Regions from separate parts of the Mus musculus genome. Here region 2 is linked to region 1. A link is a contact called in public capture Hi-C data. All regions are on one chromosome and are shown on one strand. The core of a region is the stretch at or near the end of the contact, and the rest is flanking DNA. Distances in the headings are between cores, read along the strand shown. Region 1 holds the start of Zfp606 (zinc finger protein 606). Region 2 holds the start of Zbtb45 (zinc finger and BTB domain containing 45).

The links. Capture Hi-C pulls out chosen DNA fragments and counts their contacts.
Region 2: a contact with region 1 is called in a capture Hi-C map of embryonic stem cells, with 5 times the contacts expected there. The contact joins the promoter of Zbtb45 here to the promoter of Zfp606 in region 1. A contact is called at or near these places in 9 of 39 promoter capture datasets (the 3T3-L1 cell line, cranial neural crest, embryonic stem cells and 4 more), 4 of 15 datasets of contacts at CTCF or cohesin (the NIH/3T3 cell line, embryonic stem cells, large pre-B cells and 1 more), 18 of 484 Hi-C or Micro-C datasets (the Ba/F3 cell line, CD4 T cells, cardiomyocytes and 9 more), 8 of 115 datasets of contacts at active chromatin or transcription factors (T-cell acute lymphoblastic leukemia, bone marrow-derived macrophages, cardiomyocytes and 3 more) and 4 of 9 other capture datasets (adipose tissue, embryonic stem cells, liver and 1 more).

Annotation. Positions count from the first base shown.
Region 1 is chr7:12,475,191-12,480,313 of GRCm38.p6, forward strand. Zfp606 (zinc finger protein 606) reads left to right here and starts at 3,115. Exons shown (of 7, transcript NM_026112.4): 1 at 3,115-3,516; 2 at 4,474-4,556. The coding sequence starts at 4,526.
Region 2 is chr7:13,006,662-13,011,471 of GRCm38.p6, forward strand. It overlaps Zbtb45 (zinc finger and BTB domain containing 45), which reads right to left and starts at 3,191. Exons shown (of 3, transcript NM_001360833.1): 1 at 2,975-3,191; 2 at 363-1,668. The coding sequence starts at 1,668.

The DNA of each region.
Region 1 (5,123 bases), core at 1,865-4,364:
ATTTTCAAAAAATGGTGCTGGCACAACTCGTGGTTATCATGTAGAAGAATGTGAATTGATCCATTCTTATCTCCTTGTACAAAGCTCAAGTCTAAGTTGATCAAAGAACTCCACACAAAACCAGAGACACTGAAATTTATAGAGGAGAAAGTGGGGAAAAGCCTCAAAGATATGGGCACAGGGGGGAAATTCCTAAACAGAACAGCAATTGCCTGTGCTGTAAGATCAAATGGGGCCTCATAAAATTGCAAAGCTTCTGTAGGGCAAAAGATACTGTCAATAAGACAAAAAGGTCACCAACAGATTGGGAAAGAATTTTTACCAATCCGAAATCTGCTAGGGGACTAATATCCAACATATACAAAGAGCTCAAGAAGCTGAACTCCAGAAATTTCCCATTAATAATAACCCCATTAAAAATGGGGTACAGAGCTAAACAAAGAATTCTCAACCGAGGAATAGTGAAAGGCTGAGAAGCACTTGAAAAAACGTTCAACATCCTTAATCATCAGGGTAATGCAAATCAAAACAACCCTGAGATACCACCTCACACCAGTCAGAATGGCTAGGATCAAAAAATCAGGTGACAGCAGATGCTGGCGAGGATGTGGAGAAAAAGGAACATTCCTCCATTGCTGGTGGGATTGCAAGCTTGTACAACCACTCTGGAAGTCAGTCTGGAGGTTCCCCCAGAAAACTGGACATAGTACTACCAGTAGATCCAGCAATACCTCTCCTGGGCATATACCCAGAAGATGTTCCAACTGGTAATAAGGACACATGCTCCACTATGTTCATATCGGCCCTATTTATAATAGCCAGAAGCTGGAAAGAACCCAGATGTCCCTAAACAGAGGAATGGATACAGAAAATGTGGTACAGTTACACAATGGAGTACTACTCAGCTATTAAAAACAATGAATTTATGAAATTCTTGGGCAAATGGATGTATCTGGAGGATATCATCGTGAGTGAGGTAACCCAATCACAAAAGAAGTCACTTGATATGCACTCAGTGATAAGTGGATATTAGCCCAGAAACCTAGAATACCCAAGATACAACTTCCAAAACACAATAAATTCAAGAAGGAAGACCAACTTGTGAATACATCATTCCTCCCTAGAATAGGGAATAAAATATCCATGGAAGGAGTTGCAAAGACAAAGTTTGAAGCTAAAATGAAAGGATGGACCATACAGAGACTGCCCCACCCGGGAATCCATCCCATAATCAGCCACCAAATGCAGACACTATTGCATATGCCAGCAAGATTTTGCTGAAAGGACCCTGATATAGCTCTCTCCTGTGAGGCTTTACCAGTGCCTGGCAAATACAGAAGTGGATACTCACAGTCATCTATAGGATGGAACACAGGGCCCCCAATGGAGGAGCTAGAGAAAGTACCCAAGATCTGAAGGGGTCTGCAACCCTATAGGTGGAACAACAATATGAAGTAATCAGTACCCTCAGAACTCATTCTCTAGCTGCATATGTAGCAGAAGATGGCCTAGTTGGCTATCATTGGGAAGAGAGGCCCCTTGGTCTAGCAAACTTTATATGCCCCAGTACAGGGAAAGCCAGGGCCAAGAAGTGGGAGTGAGTGGGTAGGGGAGCAGGACGGGGGTAGGGTATAGGGGACTTTTTTGATAGCATTTGAAATGTAAATGAAGAAAATATCTAATAATAAATAATATCTTTTTTTCTCAATCTCTACTGATTGAAAGTTTTGCTGGGTATAGTATAATAGAGCTGGCATTGGTAGTCTCTTACTCTTTAGATTTTCATATCAGGTCTCTACATGTCCTTCACTGGCTTCCTCTTGTTACCTGAATAAAATTCAAACCATAGTTCACAACTTAGAGAACAATGGGACTTGCCTCAGTTTCCTCAAACCACCTTAATGCACCACCCCCTGATGCTGCCTCTGTACCCTGAAGCTCATCTCATTTCACTCCTACTCCTAGACTCCAATCTCCTCTAACAGGAAAAGGCCAATTTGGCTTTGAGGCCTTAACACTTGCTGTTCTCTATGCTTAAAGATGTCTTCCTCATACAGTCACTAGGTGGTTTCTTTTCTTTCAGATCTGAACACAATATCACTTTTGGATACCAGCCACCTCTGAGTGCCTCTCCCCAAAATCTCAATCCAAACACCCTGTTTTGTTTTCTTTATACTAATACTACCTAAAGATCTTTGACTTTGTTATTTTAAGTCTGTGCAGAAAATCTCTCTGTTCTTGTAACTGTATGGAAGAAAGAAATTTGCAGTTTCTTAGGGTTTAGTAATGATACATGTATTTGCTCAAGAAATACTAGCAAAGAAGTGTCTCAAACTGCAAGTTACTATGCCTTTTGCAACTGACGTTTCTTAAGACCAAGAGACAAAAGGAAAGGGGAAAAGTTAGTTCAAAGCTATCACTTTACATTTTCAGGGACTGATAATAAAGAACCTTTATTGTCTTTTAAAGATGGTAAATTTTATGAAATTCAATCACTTAATGCCAGTTTCAAAAAATTCAGTATGTCAGTATAAAACAGGATATGAATTTACGTTCCAAAATAAGACTTGATGGCTCTGTTCAAGTTTGAACTCTCATGTCATATTTGATCTAAAGGCATCAGGAAACAAAAATGAAGATAAAGATTATGGTTTGTATATTTTTGTCACCTCCAAAACTCATGCATTGAAATTTAATCTCCAACAATCATATGCAAGGGGCCAGTCAGAATTATGTTCTTCGTCTAAAAATAAAATAAAGGTATAATAACAACCACGTTCTCAATTTTGTCAAGGTTGAGGGAAGTGCTTCCTAGAGATCACTCACCCTCATCAAGCTCCGACTTTAAAGTAGCTACCTTGCTTGAGCTGCAATTTTACTGAGACTCAAACTGAGGTCCTGGCCTACCAAACTATCCTGCTGTCATCACCTGGGGAGTGATGGCAAATGAGAGAACCACCGCCCTTCTAGGCCTCGGAAACAAGCGGAACCTAAGAGTCTGGGTGCTTCAAGAGCGGTACTTGGGAAGAATAGGCTCTGAAAATGGCCTTGGCCGACTTCCGGTAGCAGCGAGAAGCGCGTCTCTTTGAAACTACAACTCCCAATAGTCCTCGCGGTGTGTCCTGGTCGACTCTGGGGGGTGCGGCCGCCATTGTCCGCGGCCAAAGTAAGGCCTTATTCCGGACCGAAGGGCTACCGATGTCGTTGTCACGGAGAGCCTGGCAGGTCGTTGGAACGGCCACGGAGAAGCGGCGCCTGCGGCCAGGGCTGGCTCAGTGCCGGGGTGCAACGGGTGCCTTCTCTTCTCTCGCCGACTCGGTGCCCCCATTGCCCTCGACCCTCCAGGTCCCGGGTCTGGGTGCGCTGTTTCTACAGACTGGGAAAGGCCGGCCCTAGTGGGCCGAGTCGGCCAGGCCTGGGACGTTGTCTCGGTGCAGGACAGAAGCCAGACGCTCGGTGCAGCAGCCCCGAGCCAGCTCAGCCGCAGTGCAATCAGGGCCAGTGGCCGCGAGCCAGGTAAGGCGGGAAGCTTGCTGAAACCAGCGCCTGGAGCGACCTGGTTGCGGAGGCCCTGAAGGAGAGCCAGGCTCTTAACCGGTCCCTTCCAAGCAAAGATCTGTAAAGGGCGTCAAACCTGACTTGGGAAAGGCTCAGGTTCTTTTAAATTTGAAGTGACAAGAGGGTGTGTGTGTGCTGTCCCGTTAGGGTGTGCGTGCATGGTTCTTGCAACTTGCTTGCCTTGAGTTATGGGGGGGGGGGGGGGGGGTGTAGGATTCTTACAACTTGCTTGCCTTGAGCTTTGTTTGACTCAAATCCTAGGGTATCTGAGTCTCTCTCTGTAAGTGTGCCAGTGCTTAGTACCAAACTCAGTACCAAGCGGTTGCGGACCTCACACAAAGACCCGGAATCCATGCATTTGTGGGGTCTGACTCTAGACTTTTTTTTTTTTTTTTTTTTTTTTTTTTGTCTCTGACGCGACTACGGGAGGGGAGAGGGGATCGATGGGCTTGAGTCTGGAAGATCTTGCAGGTGGTGATGGCTGTTGTTTGGCTTTAACCTTTGCAGACGATCACACTTTATCCCAAAGTGTGTCTGTGTCAGTGATAACTATGTGGTTAGTATTAGGTATCTTCTTCAGTGGCTCTCTATCTTGGCTTTGAGACAGGGTCTCTTTCTGAACCAGGAAGCTTCTAATTCCACTCTATTGACTTGTCAGAAATTCCCAGGGATTCTCCTGTCTGCCTCCCCATTGCTGGTATTACTTGTGCTCCACTTACTGCACAATGTGTGTGTGTGTGTTTGTGTGTGTGTGCGCGCGCGGTTTTTTTGTTTGTTTGTTTTTATCATGCTTCTTAGGGGTCTTGTTAACTTTGTGGATGTGTTCTCTTTGTTTTTGTTCTCGCTGGACTTTTTGTGAGACTGGACCAATTTTGCCTTTTTTTTTTTTTTTTTTTTTCTTCGCTTTGTCTCTAGGCTGATACTTGCAGTGCTCCTGGGCAGGACCCTGGCTGGTTAATCCTCAGGAATGGCTGCCATCAACCCATGGCCCTCCTGGGGTGAGTCCAAATCTTGCTTTTTTTTTTTTTTTTTTTTTTTTCCTCTGCACCTTTCCCTACAGGAGGCTTACTGTAGGTCAGGGCTGAGAAAGGGCTGCCAGCTTTGGGAGATAATAGACAGTCTAGCTGTCTTGGTACAAAATTAGAACAGGGTAGTCGTTAAGAGGAAATGTATTCGTAAACAACAAGGTAAGTTTTGTATATTTGATAGTCAGCTTCTAAAACGGACCTCTATAAGATATTCTAGTAACTCATAGAACTCTTTTGAAGACAATATATACAGTCAAAATGTTTTTAGTTCTCTTGTGTTTTTCACCGTTAATACTGTATTTCACTTATTAATATTAATCTGTATTTTTAAAACAATGTTAATAATGATATGTGATAGTTTTATCTTTGTTTTCATCACCATAGACATCAAGGCAGTATCCTACTTAAAATTAAGAATTAGGTGGTGATACATCTTATCAGAAACGTATTCAGCCATTCAGAGGGTTCTGTTTTTCATTGCCTTGTTGTTAGATCATAGTCTACAGTCTACAGGTGTCTCCTATGCAGATCCAGCTT
Region 2 (4,810 bases), core at 1,941-4,440, 530 kb after region 1:
CATTCTTCTATTCAGACCCATATTGTGAGCCACTTTTATGGGAAATAATCCCAGCTTCCTTCACGTCAAACCTCTTCCGGCGGCTCCCACTGTGGAAGCTGGCCAGTTTCCTACCAACACTTCCTTTAACCTGGCCACCCCAGGCTGAGTCTAGCTTTCCAAAGGCCTTGAAGGCTTTTTTGGAAAGGCAGGCTCCCGCTTCCCAATCAACCCCTTTCCAGGAAGAAGCCAAAACTCTAGGCTTTTAGGGTTAACTCAAAACAAAGCTTCTCAAGTGCCCAATCCCAGGCAGGAACCAAACCGCCCGTGATTAAGGATCTCGTAAATCTGTGCGAGAAAAGGCGATTTCCTTTCCCACTCACCAGAGTGGATGAACATGTGCTTGGTGTAGTTTTTCCGCGAGCTGAACGTCTTGCGGCAGTGGCTACACTCATAGGCGGGTTGCTCAGCACCTTGGCCACCCGGGGCGCGCACAGGAGTGCCAGAGATGGCTGTGGCCTGAGCGGCAGGGGCCGCTGGCACCGCCTGCGTTTCTCCCAGCTGAGCACTGGGGGCTGCATCTGGCTGGAGCGTGGGGTAGAAGGTGGGCGGGGGTGCAGGGGCTGGCCCAGATGGAGTAGGAGGTGTTGGCGCTGGGGGGCCGGGAGCACCCAAGTGAAAGGGAAAGAGAGCCACGGGGGGCCCTGGGGTCTTCACACCTGTTGGGCGAGGCCCAGCCAGGGCACAGTCGGGTGGAGCAGACGTTTCCACCGGACAACTTTCTGGCCCTCCGCTGCTTTCCTCATGCCAAGCGGACACATAACTATCTGGGAACACATCTTCAGTGACCCCAGTCCCCCGAAGGAAATCTCTCCCGGCACCACCATAATCAGTGATGCCAGTGGATGCAGGGGGATCCTCTCGAGCGCTGTCAGCTGCAGTGGTAAGGAAGCCCCCTGCACAGTCGGGGAAGGCAGGGGGAGCCTGGCCCTCACCCGGGCCGCCGCCGCCTCCTTCACCTTCTTCAGCGTCGGTTTCTTCATCCGTTTCCTCATCGTCATCCTCTTCACCTCTGTCTTCAGGCGCGGCAGTCAGCGCTGGCTCCGCATCAGGCCCCTCAGCCTTGATGGGTGCTGGGGGTGCAGGTAGCTGAAGACGCGCGGGCTGGCGCTGCTTGCGGCTGTGCGCGGCGTTGGGATGACCCGGGGGGCGGGCGGCCAGCAAGTGGCGCAGACGGTGGCGCAGCTGCGCGGGTGCTAGTGGAGGGGGCACGGGTGGTGGCAGAGGCGCAGGCGCCGGGGTGTTGGGGACACGGGCACGAGCGATGATCTGTGTGCACTCGTCAATGACGGTCTGGATGCGAAGCACCGACGCTGCAGTGAGTACCTGCAGCGCTTCGCCCTGTGCCACCACCAACGAGCCGCTGTAAAGGAACTCGACCAGCTGGCGCACTGTCTGCGCAGGCACCACTGGTGGCACACGAATCTCTGAGTGGCCGAGCAGCAGTTTATCCTGAAAGAAGGGTGAGCCAGCGGCCAGCACACAGCGGTGAGCACGCAGAGAAGCCTCACGGATGCGCACGGTCACATCACAGAAGTGACCGCCTAGCCTCTGCCCATTGAGGGTCTCCAGTAGTGAGCGCGAAAAGTTCTGTAGGTGGATGTGGTGCACTGCCTCTGTGGCTGCCATCTGCAAGAGGAGGAGACAATGCGGATGGCTGTTTTCTTTTCTAGTCTACCCTAGTCAGATTTCCATATCCTAGTACCACGAAGGCCCCAAGCAGATCTATGACTACCTCAAGAACCAGGTCCCATTAACTACTGTTATGTGGAGGTTTTCAGAAGGGTGGGGAGGCAACTTGCCTCCTGGCCGAATCATTTAGGAACACCCCTTGAGGCTGAGGATTTGTGCCTGCCATACCCAAGGGAAGCAAATAAACAGTACATATAACAAGGCCTTTGCAACCTTGTTTCTTCTTTGCATCACCTGAGAGGTGCTAACTTTGGGCTTTGAAAATGCACCAGTGATGTGAAAGGCCAGCAAGCTGAAATTCAGTGTTGTTTAGCAATCCCCATAGTTCTTATGAACCCGAGACTATCATCCTGGCACTAATCATACTGAGGGAAGACAGATTCTTCCATCACACACACACACACACACACACACACACACACACACGCACACGCACACACACACACACACACACACACACACACACGCCCTCCGCAAAGGAGCTGGGAATCAGAATTGTCAGTTAACCCATCAAGCAAATATCTCCAGGTCTCTGGGCCTGTTTCCTTATTCAGCAAACAAGGGTGTTTCCCTTGGATCAGATTGCATACACTGCTCTAAGGGAAGAGAATCAAGATTCAGGATTCGCCCTGACCACCAGCCTGTCTCTCTAGGACAGACCCAGAGCAGGGCCCCATTTAATCCTGCCCCTTACAAAAGGACTACTGAGATCTCAGACTCAACGATTCTAGATCCTTAACACAAAAACACCCTTCCCTTTCTCTCGGAGTATTGCACACATTGTGTCAGTTACCACTGGCCTGGCCTACTGGAAGTCGCCATGCAGGGTCCCTTCCACACTCCCACCTCCAGGCCTTTCCCTCACGTGGCCGCCAGAGGGAGCCTGCGAACCGGGTTTATCTGGGACCTCTATGATGATGAATTAATTCTTCAAACCCACCAAGGCTTTGAACCTGTCTCTGCCAAGCGGCCTCCTTTTTCAAATAATATGCCAACCCATAACTCTTCCTCAACCCCATCCATACCCTACTTCTCGAACGCCCGGACTCCTCAGATGCAGCAGAACCTTCCTGAATGCCTCAGAACAAAGGCACACTCTCCCACATCTCCTACAGCATTCTCGCTACAACTCCCTCACCCATGCCATGCACCTTGTTCCATCAGCCTGTCTCACTCCCACCCTATCTATGCCAGAGTCCCCTTCAGGCCCGCTACATCTACCCCCAGTTTCCCGCCTCCGCACCCTGCCCCGATCCTGCAGCGCCCTCTTGTGTTCGCAACGTGCACACCGATCCTCACGCAGGCGTGCCGCTCCTGGCACGCCCCAGCCTTCTCTGGGACTCTGAGGCAGGGGGATGCCCGCTCGACCCCACCTCCGACTCCTCAGGCAGCAGGTCCTGCAGGTCCTCCTGCTTGTCAACTTGAAGGCCGCACTTCCGGGCGCTGAAGCGGAACAGATAGCCTCGGCACAGGCGGAACGATAGTCGGGAGCACGTTTCCGGTGTTCCTCTTTAGACTAGGCAGTCGTTGAGCAGAACTTCCGGTCTGGTCCGCGCCACAACCAAAATCGCAGAAGCTGGGGACCGAAGAGCTGGGGATCAGTAGGCAGAAGGAGCAGGAGTCCGTCGTCTCCAGGCTGATCCGAGCGAGCTGTCAATCACTCCTCGGGCCACGCCCTCAGTACTCTCAGCGGGTCTGGAGAGGGCGCTGGATGGAATCCAGAGGCTTTTTTTTTTTCTCCCAGGTGGCTTTTCTCTTACACGGGAAAAGTTTCTCTCTCTCTCTCTCTCTCTCTCTCTCTCGATTTATTTATTTTCTATTTATTTTATGCGAGTACATTATTAACTCTCTTCAGACACACCAGAAGAGGGCATCAGCTCCCATTACCGATGGCAGTGAACCGCTGAGCCATCTCTTCAGCCCCGAGAAGTTTCTCTTGAGTCACTTCTGCTCGCACCCCAGATGAAGAAGCTTTGCAGAGCTTCCCTGCAGTCATCTAAAGAACACAGGCCCACCTTCCCAAGGAAGCCTCCTCATTCGGTGCTCCCACCTCACCCCACCCAGACTCTCGGGAATTCGCTGCTCTATAAATGAATGGTTGAAGAACCCCAGCTTGGCCACAGATCAGAATAGAATGTAGGACACGAAGTGGGCTCGGAAGTAGTCAGATACCAAGGAGCAGGGACTAAGTGCGTAGAGGGAGAGAACAGCCAGAGAGTTGTCCAAGCGGGGCTCCTACGTGGTCCTTTTGTTGTCCAAGACACCCATGAACCAAACCTCTCAAGTGGTGGGTTGGCCTTCCCTTCCCCTCTGTTCTTGGGGCAATCAATCAACCACTATGTAAGGCAAAAGAGAGGCATAGAGCTCTGGGCCTCCGTGTGAATGGTACTGAGGAATCTAGTGGGTGGTGCCGCATGAGGAAGATGTCAGGATGTTTTGTTCCCCATCCTGGACCCATGCTGGGTAGCTGTGTTGTATGTGTGTTTGAAAGTCTGGGGAAGCCAGGCGGTGGTGGCGTATGCCTATAATCCCAGCACTTGGGAGGCAAAGGCAGGAGGATCTCTGAGTTCGAGGCCAGCCTGGTCTACAAAGTGAGAGTTCCAGGATAGCCAAGACTATACAGAGAAACCCTGTCTCGAAAAACCAAAAAAAAAAAAAAAAAACAAAAAAAAAAACCTCAGAGGTTGAGGCAGGAGCGTCAGAAGTTCAAGGTCACCCCCCAGATATCAGAGTTGAGCCCAATCTGGGTTACATAGGATGCTATAGGAGGGGGGGGACCCTCAAAATTTAACAGCTAGGAATGCTTGTAATCCTATTACTTGAGAGGGAGAAGCTGGACGAATGGGAGTTTAAGACAGCCTCAACCATAAGAACCTGCTTAGCAAAACAAAACAAAAACAATAAAAAACACCCAAGTAAATGAGCTGGGACAATTGCTTGCATGCATGAGATCCTGGGTTGAAATAATTAATAGCAGGCTAGAGAGATGGCTCAGCAGTTAAGAGCACTGACTGCTCTTCCAGAGGTCCTGAGTTCAACTCCCAGCAACCACATGGTGGCTCACAACCATCTGTAATGG